5 separate regions of the Mus musculus genome follow, and all the other regions are linked to region 1. Evidence: chromatin contacts called from public HiChIP or PLAC-seq and promoter capture Hi-C data. All regions are on one chromosome and are shown on one strand. The core of a region is the stretch at or near the end of the contact, and the rest is flanking DNA. Distances in the headings are between cores, read along the strand shown. Region 1 holds the start of Prss22 (protease, serine 22). Region 2 holds the start of 6330415G19Rik (RIKEN cDNA 6330415G19 gene). Region 3 holds the start of Zscan10 (zinc finger and SCAN domain containing 10). Region 4 overlaps Abca3 (ATP-binding cassette, sub-family A (ABC1), member 3). Region 5 overlaps Abca17 (ATP-binding cassette, sub-family A (ABC1), member 17).

Region 1 (2,703 bases), core at 82-2,581:
GGGCATCCATGCTGTCCTCACCTCCCACAATCCGGTTCAGCTGCTGAGGCTTCCCACAGTCTGGGGACACTGGCACAAGGGATGGCATCTTCTGTCATCTCAGTAGACACAATTGTCTTCTGACTTGCCTGTCAACCCCCCTGCAAGGCCTCAAACCTGTGCCCAGCACAGCATGTGTCCAGCACAGCCTGCTGCTGCAGGGAGAGTGCCTGCCTGCCCTGTCCCTGTCCCCTTTAGTTATCAGGGACTGGCCCTTGCCTTCTTCTCTCCTTTATCTGGCCTTCCCTCCCACTCCCCTTAACCTTTATTTTTTTGGTTCTGTTGGTCCCTCACCCTTCTGTCCTCCCTTCTCTAGATTCATCACCTTCCTAAGCCCCACCCACCCACACAACTCCTCTTGCCTGTATCCATCCCATCCTCTTCAATCTCATGCTCCCCTGTGACTGGGGTCCCCACACTGACCTACCCTATAGAGTCAGATACAAAGACTGTCCACACCACTGCCCCACCCCCACCCAGCCAGGCAACCTGATCACACTCACCTCGGATGGTGGCAGCACTGATGGGAGCTGAGAGCAAGAGAATAAAGAAAGTGGTGAGGAGCCCTGTGCCCCATGCCTGGGGACTCCCCCACCTTCCCAAACAGACTCAGCCTGGGCCCTCCAGCACTGTTCGCTGCTCCACCACCTGTCACACACACACACACACACACACACACACAGACACACACACACACACACACACACACACTGTCACCCAGGTTTTCTCCCCCAGCTCCCATGAAAGCCCAGGCAGCTGCCTTCCTATTCCAGAACAGAAGGAGACCCAAGATGGAAATAGAGGAGGAAGAGGAAACAGGAGATGGAGGGCACAGGGAAGCGGTGAGAGGCGCTCCTGAGCAGGCACTGAGACCAGAGCACTCACATGCATTCAATCCTCATAGCTGCTAGGGAAACTGAGGCAGACCACATGCCAGAGGAAGGAGAACGGAGACAGGCATGGGGAGCCGATGATGAAAGGCAACAGAGGAAAGAAGAGAGACGGAACTCAAGGGAAGGAGCTGAGCTGAGCTGGCGAAGAGGAGGTGACTGTGGGAAGGAGGAGGAGGGAAGAGAGGATGTGGGGAGGAGGAGCAGCAGGCCCTTGGGGCTCACCTGTGGAAGTCAGCAGCACCAGAAGGATTAAGATGCTGAACTGGTCCCCACCCAGTGCTGGGGGAGGTCTGGAGATCATCATTGCTGGTATGGGTGGAGACCCAGCAAGGCTGCTGGCCGGCTCAAAGGACCTAAGGGCTGTGTTGCTTGAGACTGGCAGGACGGGTGGCTGTAGTGTGTAGGGTTCCCTACAGGTTGCCCCAGGTTTTATCCTGTGAGGAAGAATGCTGTTGGACCAGTCCCCCAGGTGCCTGAGACTGGGCCACCCAGACTGTGGGTCAAGGAGGAGGTGGGGTTGCCAGAAGGAAGCAACCAGTTACTGGGTTCTAGGGATGCTACCAGGAGACTGGATGGGGGTCTCCAGATCAGTTGTATGCCCGGGGTCACCCTGCATGGGGGGTTGGGGGGTGAGGGGGGAAAGTAGAGACTTGCTGACTGCCTAGGGCATGGTTTTAACACTGACTCCCAGGTAAACAGAGAAAGAGCCCTGTAGTTTGCAGACTGTTTGGGGTAGGAAGTGACTCAGTCTGAAATGGCTGGGGTTGCCAGGGGGACCTTGTTCCTTAACGGCCCATGTCCAGGGCCCTGGTTGCTTCCATGACTCAAGACAGACACTTGGGGCCCTGGAATCCCGTTAGCCCACTTCCCCGAAAGCTGTGACTCAGGCCCCAAAGGGACGGGCATAATGGCCTCTTGGCCATTTGGCCAAGCTGTCCCTGGCACTTCCTCTCAGTTGTCACTGTAGGTGACCCTCCGGTGACTCATTTCTCACCTGAACTCCAGGGAGCAGGCCAAGCCCAAAGCAAGAGCCACAGCCTATGCGCCCCACACACACTTGGGAAGAACTAACCCTGTGGTCACGTTCACACCATGGGACCTACACACACACACACACAAAGGACCAGGGAGCTGGGCTTTGGGAAGCTTAGGTGCTGTAGGCTGGTGTGGATTGTCCTGACTAAGTGTCCTATACTCATGACACCCTCACGTCAAGCAGGAACCAGCGACATCATCCCAAACAAATGTATTCCTCTCCCCAGGGTTAGATCCTGGGATCAGACCTGGCTGTGGAGGAAATGGGTTCAGTGAAAATAGTACTGCAGTCTGAGGCTCTGCACCCCACTTTGTGCCGTCCCCAAGCTCCCTCATCACCCAAGAAACCTGGGCTGGTTCGGGGATATCGTAGCCTGGCTGCTCACTGGATTGACGTGGGAACTTAGTGGCCCCCCCCAGCAGGATCGGAGGTGCCTGACTCTCCTTGGGATAGCCCACAAAACTTACTCTGAAGAAAAGACCATGAATAAGTGTGGGAACAGCTACAGTAACACTGAACCCAGGGAAAGAAAGAGAGGTTGATCTCTTCCCACCTCTGGGCCAGCTGCAGCTCTCTTGGGAGTTCCCTGACCTGGGCCTCCAAGTTGCCCAGAGCTGGCCCTGCAGGTCCCTGTGTTGCCCACCTCAACTGTTTGAGATTAAGGTGGTATTAGGCCCAGTTAGCACATGTATCCCTCTCTCTGGCAAGGTGACACTCACATAACCTTGCCTGGGT
Region 2 (2,703 bases), core at 118-2,617, 450 kb before region 1:
CTTGAGGCTTGTGGGTTCCGGCCCAGTTGCGTTATCCTCGTGTCCTTTTGACTCTCCTTTATCTCATGTGTGTGTCTGATATAACATATTTGCAAGCTTTATTAAGCCACTGTAACATTAAAGAGAAAATTATTCTGCACAAGGCTCTGTCACGTGAGCTGGTACCCCGCCCTCCCATTCTGTGGTTCTCCTGGGAGTTGTAGGGATGACAACGGTTCCACTTAGACCGAATCCCTTAAATAGAGATATCCCACACACACACACCAGGTTAAATGTCAACTCAATCTGGGACATATTCTTGCTATTTAAAAATTTATATTTACACTGGACCTGTAAGGAGACGCCTCTGTTGTTGTTGAGACAGGATCTCATGTAGCCCAGTGGCTTTTAATTCCCCTGCCTCCGCCTCCTAAATACCGGCATTACAGGTGTGCCTGGACATTGTAAGAAATCTAATTTTCTTACTGTTTCATGGATTTTAAAGCTGTGGACATATAAACCGAATTTACTGCTTTAGTTATTTTCAAGTGTTCAGTTCAGTGACAATTGCATTCACCCAGATAGCCTACTGAGTTTTTTATTTTAATCAAATGTCTTTAACGTTCCCTTGGGACACCTCCCACCCACCACGTAAGCAATCCAATCTAGCATCTATTCGGTTCCTTTCCTTGGCACTAATTCGAGCTGCTCGTAGTCTGTCTTGAGATAATAACTTCACCTACTTAATACAAACATGCTGGTCTTCCTTCCGGGGTACCAGACAAGAGTTTGAAAAGCAAATTTGAGAATGGGAAATTTTAAGGTAGGTTTTTAAAAAGCAAATGCACGCAGCGACCACGAAGGGACTCGAACCCCCAATCTTCTGATCCGGAATCAGACGCCTTATCCATTAGGCCACGCGGCCCTACACTGACTCAGGCCTTAGCTCTCTCCATAAGACTTATTCAAGCGCCTACTGCGCATGCTTAAACCAAAGAAAAATCCTACCTATTGAGCCAATCTATTTAGTGACAGTCTCAAAGGAGCCTCCACAAGTTTGAACCGATATAATCAGACTCCTGAGCAGTCAGTCAGCAGAAGCCCTTCCGGATCCTAGAGGCTCGTCTTTCAGATCTCCTCCATTGGCTGGCCCTCAACTCAAGACCAGGGACAACCCACATGAACTTGCCCTATCACGTCACTGAAGTATCCACAATTGTCTTTTCCAGTCTCCAGACCCGTGCTGGCTCGCCTCTCTGGCAACTCCATGGCCCCAGCGCCATGTGGAGATTGAGACCGCCCGCATCAGGGACTCAGCGAGGCGAGAGTTATAGTTCCGGAGATGATCCTTCCCAGAACTTCTTTCTCCCTAAGCCTCTCCCAGCATATCCAGGTCAGCCTTGTGAGGTTCCGTAGTCCCAGACAGGAAGCACAGACCCGATTCAACCTCTGGTTCCCGAGAGCACAGTCGATCCCCTATCTACTACCAGGTAACTTTCCCCATTATCTCACGTATTTCAGAAAGAGCATACATTTTCCGGAGCACGCCGATCATGAACACATACATATTTATTGGCGCTATGTGAGCTCCCACGCCCAAACTGCTGCATCGATGACAGGGTGTGAAGAGGGGATGTAGGGGAAGTGGTGAGGTTGCTCGTCCTATAAACAGAGCCGGCGCCTGAGCAAGCTGCGGATCTCCAGGCAGGCTTTGCACAGCTCATCACTGTCTGGCCCCAGGACGTCCAGCTCACACACCCGCCTGTTGACCCTGTTGACACTCAGCTAGGCCCTGAGGGGCTCAGTCCATCACACCCACTGCAGTCATTGTCTGCTGGAGGGGTTTTTGCGGAGAGGTCGATACTTTCTGAAATAGTCTATGAATCCTAGGCTGGTCTCAGTCTCTGGTCCTGCCACTACCTCCCAGCTACAGGCATGCTCCTCAATGACCGACTCTTGTGTCTGTTGTTCTGTAAGCCTAAAATTTCAAGTGCTACCTAATCATCTTTGAGCCTAATACTAACCCAGCAGTTTTACATGAGCTCCTTGCTCTCAACCAAAAAGTCCCCCACCCAAAGGGAAAGGCTCCCCACCCCATATATATAATCATATAATCAGCCAGACCAGCATTGCCCACCCTGACCTCAACACAAGAAGAGGACCTCCCTATTAGCCTGCAAAACTGTACAAATGAACTGACCCTATTCTGTAACAACCCAGTGGCACCTCCCTTCCTGCACCCCCTGCTGGCTCCTTCTACTTCCCAGTATACCCCCCACCTCAGTCCCCTCCTCCCAATGGCTTCTGGTGTCCTCCTCTCCTGAACTTTATTTAGTGTATGTAATAGCTGCTGCTGAGTTTGTCTGACCAATGTGCCCTGTATTTGAGCATCTCTTGATGTGAGGGCAAGAGGGAGGGAGGGAGGGAGGGAGGGAGGGAGGGAGGGAGGGAGGGAGGGAGGGAGGGAGAGAGAGAGAGAGAGAGAGAGAGAGAGCCTTCTCCTTGCTTCTCCTTTCCCTGGGTTAAGTGGAAGGTAATGAGAACACTCCCACAGATCCAGCCCCTCTTTCTCCCCTCCTAACCCCGTTCCTCACACCTCAGTCAGCAGCTCAAGGAGATCTCTTCCAGGGTTGGCTCTGATGACCTCCACCAGTGTCTGGACAAAGTCCGAGCCCTTTTCATCCCGATAAGCCACACAGCCTAGGTGAGGGGATGGGGTCAGAG
Region 3 (2,703 bases), core at 53-2,552, 400 kb before region 1:
CCCCGCGAGTGATGTAGTGCACTCTAGAACGGGGTGGACACTCCAGATAGCACCACTGATTCCCGGAAGGAATCCTCCTCTGTATTTGGGAGCATGTAACTAAGAAAGCCCATCAATGCAAAGGGGAGAGTTTGACTTTAAAGTGGGCTCCAAAGGGTTTGTGGAGGTAACTTCTCCTGAGAGGCGGGGCGAGGCGGAGGGCGCTGTTAGTAGGACAAAGCCACTAGCAGGATTCTGGTGGGGGAGACTTTTAAAAGCTATATGGACTGAGGAACACTCATCTTTATCACATCTTCTTGTCGGTGTATGTTTTAATTTTTTTCTCACTACATTTATTTATTTACTTATTTATAGGTTGGGTGGGGGCACATGTGGAAGTCAGAGGACTACTTGTGGAAGTCAGTGGCCCAGGTTTTTGTTTGTTTGTTTTGAGGCGGGATTTCATGTAGCCCAGTGACTTCAGACTTCATATTAGCTGAAAGAGGCCTGCCTCCATTTCCCAGATGCAGAGATTACAAGTGTGCACGATCATGCCCAATTTTATGATGTGTGCTTCCTGCTTGGCAGGAAAGCATTCTACCAACTGAGATGTATCCCTTTGGTTTTGAGTTTTTGAGACAAGTTCACTCTGTTACACCAAGCCCATCTGGAATTCAGGGCACTCTTCCAGCCTTAGCTGAACCTGGAAAAGATAGCACTGCAGGTGTAAACCATCACACCTGCCTTCTGTCCCCCTCCTTTTCTACTTTGAGACAAGGTCTCACCACGTAACTATAACCTGTAACTCAATATGTAGACCAGGCTGGTCTTGAACTAATAAGAGATCCACCTGCCTCTGCCTCCTGAGTGCTGGAATTAAAGGTGTTTTCCACTCTAATTGACCTATTTTATTTTCTTACAACTGCAGTCTCATCTGTTCCTTGGAATGCAACCCCCACACCCCAAATCCACCTGGGGCAGGGCCTCATTCCTCAGTTTAGCTCCATGTCCTTAGAGCCTGCTGTTTAATAAACATGTAGATAAATATTTGTTGTATGAATGAAAAGCCAAGCAAAGAGGCCTACACACAGCAAGCACGTAAAACAGAAGCTCTTGGCCCCAAAAGGGCATCAGTCTGTCTCCGCGTAGATGGAGAAGCTCTGGCTTAGAGTAACTTAACTCTTACAGAAGCTTGGCAAAGTTAGAATCTGGAGTCATCACTTTTCCCTTGGTTTGTTTCTGGCTCCTCCCTCTTCCTTACCCCACCCAGACTGGGAGGTGAAGGGTTAATTCCTGGAAGCCCCTTTATCCCCTTACCTGAAAGGGATGGGTCAGGCAGGGAACTTCCTGTTCCATTTCCCGGGATTCCTTTCCCAAACTAGGCTACGCTGCCTCTTACCCTGAATTCTCCCAAGGATCCCCAAACATCTCGGCCTCAGGCGTCGGTACCTGGAGTGGTGAGTTGGAGGGCTGGGGTGTAGGCTTACAGCACTGTGGAGAGTGAAGGGTGTTTCGGGGGACCTACTGGTAGGCTGAGAGCTAGAAAAGTCTTGGTTATAATGAGCGGGTAACTCGTGCTGGAGACTCCAAGGCCACACAGCATGATGCATTTGTGGCCTTGGAGACATGAGGGAGGGTCCCAGAAGTGACGATGCCATGCGTTCCTAGCACCAGAAGGGGATCTCTGCCTTAAAAAAAAAAAAAAAAAAAAAAAAAAAAACAAGTTAACAGAGTTGAGCAAGTTAGACTGCTAGCAGAGAAAGGGGGTTATTTCTTGCAGAGGACCACTCTAGCTCCCTAGTGTGTAGGTGGATTTTATAGCAGTACCTACATACAAATTTAGACCGGCCAGATTTCACTAAAGAGCTTTCTCGCCCCACACCCAGCCAACCCCCTACAGAGGTGCATATTAATAGGCCTTTTGTCCTGGAGACCTGGGGGAGGGACAGGCTTTCTAAGGCCTACTTGCCTGAATTCCATCTCTTGGAAACCTCTGGCAAGTCCTCACCTAGAAATTCCAGCTGCTGTGTGGTTAGGCGGGCCTTTGACCAGAATCTAGAATTCTCTCTTTCTTATCTATGCTGTCATACTCCAAGCTAATACTGGCAAAATTTCATGGGGTAGGACGCAAATAGTGGGTTCGGAACCCCATTTCCACTTTAGCAAGCAGTATTGCAGCACCGGGTGAAGCTGTGAGTAAATCACCTTGGACTCTCTGAACCTGTAGGATTAATAGGTTGATCTAGCAAGTGAGTCCGGGCGGGATGAAGTGAGCAGCAGGCAACTGACTGGGCTGCTAAACGCTTGGAACTCACGAGCATCTGCTGCAGAGTGGCCAGAGTGACTTCACTCTCTAATTGTTTTTATTTTTTTAAGGTTTATTTATTTTATATACAGAGGGTTTGTATGAATGTGCATCTGCGCACTATAAGAGGGAACTGGGTCCCACCAACAGTTGGGAGTTGCCATGTGAGTTCTGGGACTTGAAGTCTCATGAGCTCCGGAAAAGCAGCCACGCTCTGAGCCTGGAGCGCCTCCATATCATATTTCATATGCTTCTTCAGACAGCGAAATGCAATGCTGTTTCCTGTGTGTGTGAGCCAGAAATTAGGGCTCGATGTGCTGGCTGGGCACAGGCCCTGAAGATACTACTCCAACCCCTCTTTGTGTTTTTATTTTTGAGAAAGAATCTCACTAAGTTGCCCAAGCCAGCTTTGTACTTCA
Region 4 (2,703 bases), core at 93-2,592, 360 kb after region 1:
TCATTTTTCCATGATCCTCCTGTGACCCCTCAGTGATAAAGCAATTTGAGCACCATGGTCAGCCAGCCCTCTGTCTGTCTTACTTTCTGTCCTGTATACATACAGCTAATTCCTGTCTACTCCAGGATTTTATGTGGAAGCATTAGGCCATGTGGCCTTGTTGGAGGAAGTGTGTCACTGGGGGTGGGCTTTGATGGTTAAGGAGCTCAAGCCAGGCCCAGTGGCTTACTCTCTCTTCTGCTGCCTGTTGATCCAGATGTAGGACTCTTGGCTCCTTCTCCAGCACCATGTCTGCCTGTATGTCACCATGCTTCCTCCATGATGATAATGGACTAAACTTAGGCCTGTAAGCTGGCCGCAGTTAAATGCTTTCCTTTGTAAGAGTTACTATGGCCATGGTGTCTCTTCAAAGCAATGGAAACCTTGACGAAACTGTCTTGACCTAATATCCAACAATTATAAGAGAGACAAGTATTTACAGACTGTAAACTCCTTGGATTGAGAGCATTATTGCATCCATTGGTAAATCCTTACTTAGTGTGTTGTACCCATCACAGCATACATTTGGCAAATGTTCATTGAACGAATAATGCTTTGGTTTTGTATTCTAAAAAGCCACAGATTCTGTCAGCAAATATTAACTAAGTACATTCAGTGCACATTCGGTGCGTGCACACAGACCTTTGGTCCTGGCTGGCTGCTGGGAATTCTCCAGACTGATAATCAGATGTTTTCCTAAGAGCATCTTAAGTAGGGCAAAGTAGTTCCTCGTGCTGAAGGAAGGGCACCGAGAGTGGCCACCTCTGTCATACACCAATGTGAAGCACCGTGGCTGTCAGTCTCTTTGCACAACCTCACGGCCTACTCATGGCCTTATTATTCCGTCTTTTCATGGCTGTGACTTTGTGAAGGGAAGTGCACCAGTGCTGGGCACAAACCCAGGGCCTGGCACCGGCTCCCTGTCACTGTTTTTTTAGGCCCCTCAGTACCCTCAACACCAAGCTTACAAACATTTATGTGGCACCAAGAAATCAGATGACAGAGCTCAGGGAAGCTGCCATGGTGGGTAAGTGGTAGAGTTCTTGCCTGGTGTGCATGGGGCCCTGGTTTTAATCCAGGCACTGACTGGGGTTCTTCCAGCTCACTGCGAGCAGATGCACCACAGGGCTCATGGGCTGGCACAACCCTAGTCCCCAAGCTAAGAGCGACCGTGAGAAAGACCATCTTGACAGGACTCCTACAACCTGCCAACAGAGTTTTCAGAAATCAGCCCTTGCTTTATACCCATTTGATTGCCCACTTCGAATACAAGCATTGAAATACTCATTGCCTTGTGCAATATTTGATATTTTAACCAAGAACAAACAAGGCTTTGGAGCAGGGCGGTGGGGGTGGGGGGACTGCCTTCTCTTTCTGAATGTTTCCTCAGGAGCTAGCTGAGCCCTCTTCAGTTGGACATTCTCAGAGGATTCTTGTAGGGGGTGGGGAGCTAAAGTGACCCAGTGAGTCTTGCTGCTTGCCTTAGAGTCTCTGGCTCTTGTCCTCTCCCTGAGGCCAGCCTCAGATCTCAGCCACTGCCACTTCTGAGGACTCTCTGTTAAGGAGCTTTAACTTCCTTCCCTTGCATACATTGACTTTCGTAACCAGGAAGTGTTCCAGATTTTGTAATTCTAGGATCTCTTTTAGATGCCTTTGCTCAAACAGAACATGCACAAGTGCAAATATGCCTTCACTGAGACTTCAGATAAGGCTTAACGAGGACAAAGCAGTAAGCAGGGTGTTGGGGGGAAATGGGAGCAAATTAAAGCAGTGAAGAGGAGGTGGGACTGACTCTAGGGTCACATTCCAGAAGCGATACAGAAAACCGCTAGGAGGATGTTCACTGAGTCTAGAATATGGAAGATACATATTTTCTACTTTATCTATAAATGTATAATGTATCTATAATATATGTCCTATATATAAAAGATAGAGGCTTAGACAGGCTGAGGTTCAAGCATTGACACTGCTTGCTTTGCAGTTTGCTCTTGGTCAGTACTTTCCTTTGTTCTCCATCTGTCAAGGATGATAATACTCGGAGCCAGAGCCAGATTAGTAGCCATGAGCATACAATGCCAGGCACCACTGTCTCTATGCACCCTGTAGCTCTGCACCTCTCCGGTGTCAGAGCTGTTCTCTTTTAGTGGGATTCTTTACTGAGTGTCGCTGGGGGCCTTGAACCAGGCTCTTGTGAATGTTAGGCATGTGCCCTACTGCTGATCTACACTCCCTGGTCCCTAAGAAACAAAGTCGGAACTCATGTGGCTCTCTTGGTTTCTAACTTGGAAAGAGGTGTTTAATGGTTATTTTTCAAATTATGCTGAAGCACCCTTCATCTACCAAAGGTGCCAGCACATCATGCCCGTGAGCCCCAGGTCCCTCCAGATGTCCCTGGAGATCTCAGCGTTCCTGCTCCCTAGGGCTGTTGCTTCTGTCCAGGGGACCACTGGCTCCACCCCAGGGTCATCTGTGTAGAACTGCTGACGCCAGGCGACTTCACCCGTAGCCTTGCAGTGACACCTTCAGCCAACCTTTCCTGGAACTAAGGTCAGTTTCTGGTGCTGCCTCTGCAGTCTGCCTAGTGGGCGGTGAACTGGATGTCTTTTGCCGCTCTGGGCTTGAAAGGAATGGGAATAAGCAAGAGAGTGTTTATAATCTGGGACG
Region 5 (2,703 bases), core at 64-2,563, 330 kb after region 1:
CATGCTGTATGGCCAGGAAGCCTTCTTTGTTGTAGCCTACAAGAAAACAGAGTGTCAGGTGTAAGAAAGTAAAGATTGAAGACTGAAAAGACTGAAAATTCAGGTGGCTCCTGGCTAGTCGTTAAGACAGAAGCCAGAAGATGTCCCCAGAGACCTCATCAAACAGCATGGAGGACAGAGAGGGGCCACTCTGGAGGGCTGGGGAATGAAGCAATGATCAGAAAACAAATTCTGGCAGAAAAGACAAGGCATGTTCTATACAAGGATCTTCCAAGGTAGAGAACACCTTGTCCCTTCGCACTCTGGCTCTGTGGACAGAGCATCCACTCTACAGTATTTATTATCCAGTACATACAGGATGGTTAAACTCAATGCATTTGAAAGACACAGACTTCCTGATTGTGCTGACTGCTGCATAAAGAAAGGATTACATTCTTGTATTTTGCTGGCAAGCTACAAGCACTGTCCTTATCATAAGCAGCCCTCTTTTCAACAGTGTAGTGGTGTTCCAGCTTTCGATAAAAAAGATTGCACAGCAAGGATCCCTGGAATGATATCTGCTCTAGTTCCAAGCAAGGGCAAGCAGCCTTCAGGTAGGGGGATGTTATCCCTGTAGTAGAGATGACCACTATGTCCCATTGTCTAGATATGGGCAAACCTCCAGATCTGTCAAACTGAGAAAGGGAAGGACAAACTGATGGTTATTAATAACTTGGACAGCATCTTGGCTAATGCTACATACTCTTGTTTGTTTTGCAGGAGTGTTTCAGTAAACAATTACAGGATATTTTGTGGAATCAGGGTAGGAACTTGAGTACCGAGACTTGGGTTCCAGTTTGGCCTGCAGGCCAAAGGCTTCAAGACAATTGTGCAGTCATCCTATAGGGAGGTGTTGACAATACCTCAATTTTGGAAGAATAGTTAGTTGTTTAACTGGTGTCCATGTTTAACCTCTCACAAATAGGGCATCCAAGAAACCTAAAATGAACTGGAGAGCTTGCATCCTTCCTGTGAGAATTGGCTCCTGGGCCCTCACTCAGGAATCGTTTGCTCTGTGTGAAGGAAAGAGCCTTTCAGTGGTGTGCTGTGACTTCTCCACAAGTCTAGAGGTGTCAGAGAGGGAGCTGGGGGCTGTCATGGAGTGGCCAGGTCCAGGAAACTGGGAGCCAGGTGGGGACATCTACACTGTTAAATACAGTTATGTTCCTTTCCACAGCAGACAAGATGGCAGAAAGCAGTCACTAAGGAAGACTCCTTTACTCACGCTGGAAAGTTTCAGAAAGCCAGCAGAGCTTCCTGCAGAGAATGCTGAGTCACAAGCCAGCTTCAGAGTCCTGTAGGACATAGGAGCTTCTAGGAATGCCTTACCTCCTGAGTTTAAGGCTACCTGCTTATCCTTAGCAAAATAGGGAGGGGACGTGCCCTTTCTCAGGAAATGAGAAAGATGTTCCCAGAGACCTCATCAAACACCATAGAGGATAGAGAGGGGCCTCTGGAGGGCCGGGGAATGGAGCAATGATCAGAAAACAAATTCTGTTGGGGGATTTTGGGGTGTTTGTTTGTTTGTTTGTTTGTTTTCATTTTTCTAGGCAGGGTTTCTCTGGGTAGCCCTGACTGTCCTGGAACTTACTTTGTAGACCAGGCTGGCCTTGAACTCAGAAATCTGCCTGCCTCTGCCTCCCAAGTGCTGGGATTAAAGGCATGCGCCACCACTACCCAGCAGAAAACAAATTTTGGCAGAAAACAAATTTTGGCAGAAAACAAATTTTGGCAGAAAAGACAAGGCATGTTCTATACAAGGATCTTCCAAGGTAGAGAGCACCTTGTCCCTTCACACTCTGGCTCTGTGGTATTTATTATCGAGTACATACAGGATGTTTCCTGAGAAAGGGCACTTCCCCTCCGTATTTGGCTAAGGATAAGCAGGTAGCCTTAAACTCAGGTGAGGCATCTCTAGAAGTCCTATGTGTATTCCCTCCTCCAGAAAGGGAAACGAAGGAGTGGGGATTGGCACAGCCAGCTAGGACCATGAGATCTCAAGGAAGAAGCTGCCGCTATTCCCTCCACCCACCCACCCCAGTTGCGGGTGGGCAAGGTGGATGGAATTAGAACTTAAGAGAGACCTAAAGATTCAGAAAGAGCAAGTAAGATCAAATGAAGCCTTAACTAACACAGGGGTCAAGCAGGGTCATGCAGGGGCCATGTGTTCAGAACTCCCATTCCCCACTGCTGCCACTGTCCCCATGTGTGTGGAAGATAGAGGCCAACTTTTAGTGTTGTCCCTGAAGAGCACTAAACCTTGTTTTTGAGACAGGGTCTCTTGCTGGGACTGGGGGTAGATGATTAGGCTAGGCTGACCAGGGAGCCCCAGGAATCAGCTGGCCTCTGCCTCCCATTGCTGAGATTATAAACGTGGCATCACACCCAGCTTTTCACAGGAGCCCTGGGGACTCAGCTCAGGTTTTCAGCTTGTGGAGCGGCACTACACCAGCTGGACCATCTCCCTAGCCCCAGGTTCAGGAATTCTGGAGGCAGAGCCTGGAGATATCCCCCAAAGCAGGAGTGGAATATTTAAAGTGACTCAGGCAGGCAGAGAGGGAGGTCTGCAGCAGTGCGTATAGCCGATGTTCCTCCATCATCAAATTTAAGGGAAAGTAGAAATTACAAGAAGTAATTTATTGGGTATTTACTGGGTAGTGAATG

What was found. Promoter capture Hi-C pulls out the DNA fragments that hold promoters and counts their contacts. HiChIP or PLAC-seq counts read pairs in DNA pulled down with a chosen protein or histone mark.
Region 2: a contact with region 1 is called in a FOXA1 HiChIP or PLAC-seq map of pancreatic cancer cells. The contact joins the promoter of 6330415G19Rik here to the promoter of Prss22 in region 1. A contact is called at or near these places in 2 of 115 datasets of contacts at active chromatin or transcription factors (microglia and pancreatic cancer cells).
Region 3: a contact with region 1 is called in an HNF4G HiChIP or PLAC-seq map of pancreatic cancer cells. The contact joins the promoter of Zscan10 here to the promoter of Prss22 in region 1. A contact is called at or near these places in 5 of 39 promoter capture datasets (the HPC-7 cell line, embryonic stem cells, hippocampal neurons and 1 more) and 1 of 115 datasets of contacts at active chromatin or transcription factors (pancreatic cancer cells).
Region 4: a contact with region 1 is called in a promoter capture Hi-C map of liver, with 2.5 times the contacts expected there. The contact joins the enhancer-like site here to the promoter of Prss22 in region 1. A contact is called at or near these places in 10 of 39 promoter capture datasets (3T3-L1-derived adipocytes, the C10 cell line, the HPC-7 cell line and 7 more), 1 of 15 datasets of contacts at CTCF or cohesin (the NIH/3T3 cell line), 1 of 484 Hi-C or Micro-C datasets (embryonic stem cells) and 4 of 115 datasets of contacts at active chromatin or transcription factors (bone marrow-derived macrophages, embryonic stem cells, pancreatic cancer cells and 1 more).
Region 5: a contact with region 1 is called in a promoter capture Hi-C map of the HPC-7 cell line. The contact joins the enhancer-like site here to the promoter of Prss22 in region 1. A contact is called at or near these places in 3 of 39 promoter capture datasets (the HPC-7 cell line, cranial neural crest and frontonasal cranial neural crest) and 1 of 15 datasets of contacts at CTCF or cohesin (embryonic stem cells).

What each region holds. Positions count from the first base shown.
Region 1 is chr17:23,996,769-23,999,471 of GRCm38.p6, forward strand. Prss22 (protease, serine 22) reads right to left here and starts at 1,332. Exons shown (of 6, transcript NM_133731.2): 1 at 1,155-1,332; 2 at 543-569; 3 at 1-69. The coding sequence starts at 1,236.
Region 2 is chr17:23,549,432-23,552,134 of GRCm38.p6, forward strand. It overlaps 6330415G19Rik (RIKEN cDNA 6330415G19 gene), which reads left to right and starts at 1,368. Exons shown (of 2, transcript NR_126484.1): 1 at 1,368-1,469. It overlaps n-TRccg2 (a tRNA gene), which reads right to left and starts at 904; the gene lies at 832-904. It also overlaps the pseudogene Casp16.
Region 3 is chr17:23,599,524-23,602,226 of GRCm38.p6, forward strand. It overlaps Zscan10 (zinc finger and SCAN domain containing 10), which reads left to right and starts at 1,303. Exons shown (of 7, transcript NM_001289481.1): 1 at 1,303-1,436. It also overlaps a transcript of Zfp13 not described here.
Region 4 is chr17:24,358,504-24,361,206 of GRCm38.p6, forward strand. It overlaps Abca3 (ATP-binding cassette, sub-family A (ABC1), member 3), which reads left to right. Exons shown (of 33, transcript NM_013855.3): 3 at 2,385-2,586. Among named protein-coding and RNA genes, the nearest start is that of Gm25618, 2.7 kb to the right of the region's middle. Within about 2 kb of position 1,343, at least 13 of the 459 cell types and tissues checked have an H3K27ac peak or open chromatin away from gene starts, as enhancers often do. A contact at or near this core is called in liver, where this site is marked.
Region 5 is chr17:24,328,753-24,331,455 of GRCm38.p6, forward strand. It overlaps Abca17 (ATP-binding cassette, sub-family A (ABC1), member 17), which reads right to left. Exons shown (of 31, transcript NM_001031621.3): 6 at 1-36. Among named protein-coding and RNA genes, the nearest start is that of Abca17, 21 kb to the right of the region's middle. Within about 2 kb of position 1,314, at least 2 of the 459 cell types and tissues checked have an H3K27ac peak or open chromatin away from gene starts, as enhancers often do. A contact at or near this core is called in the HPC-7 cell line, where this site is marked.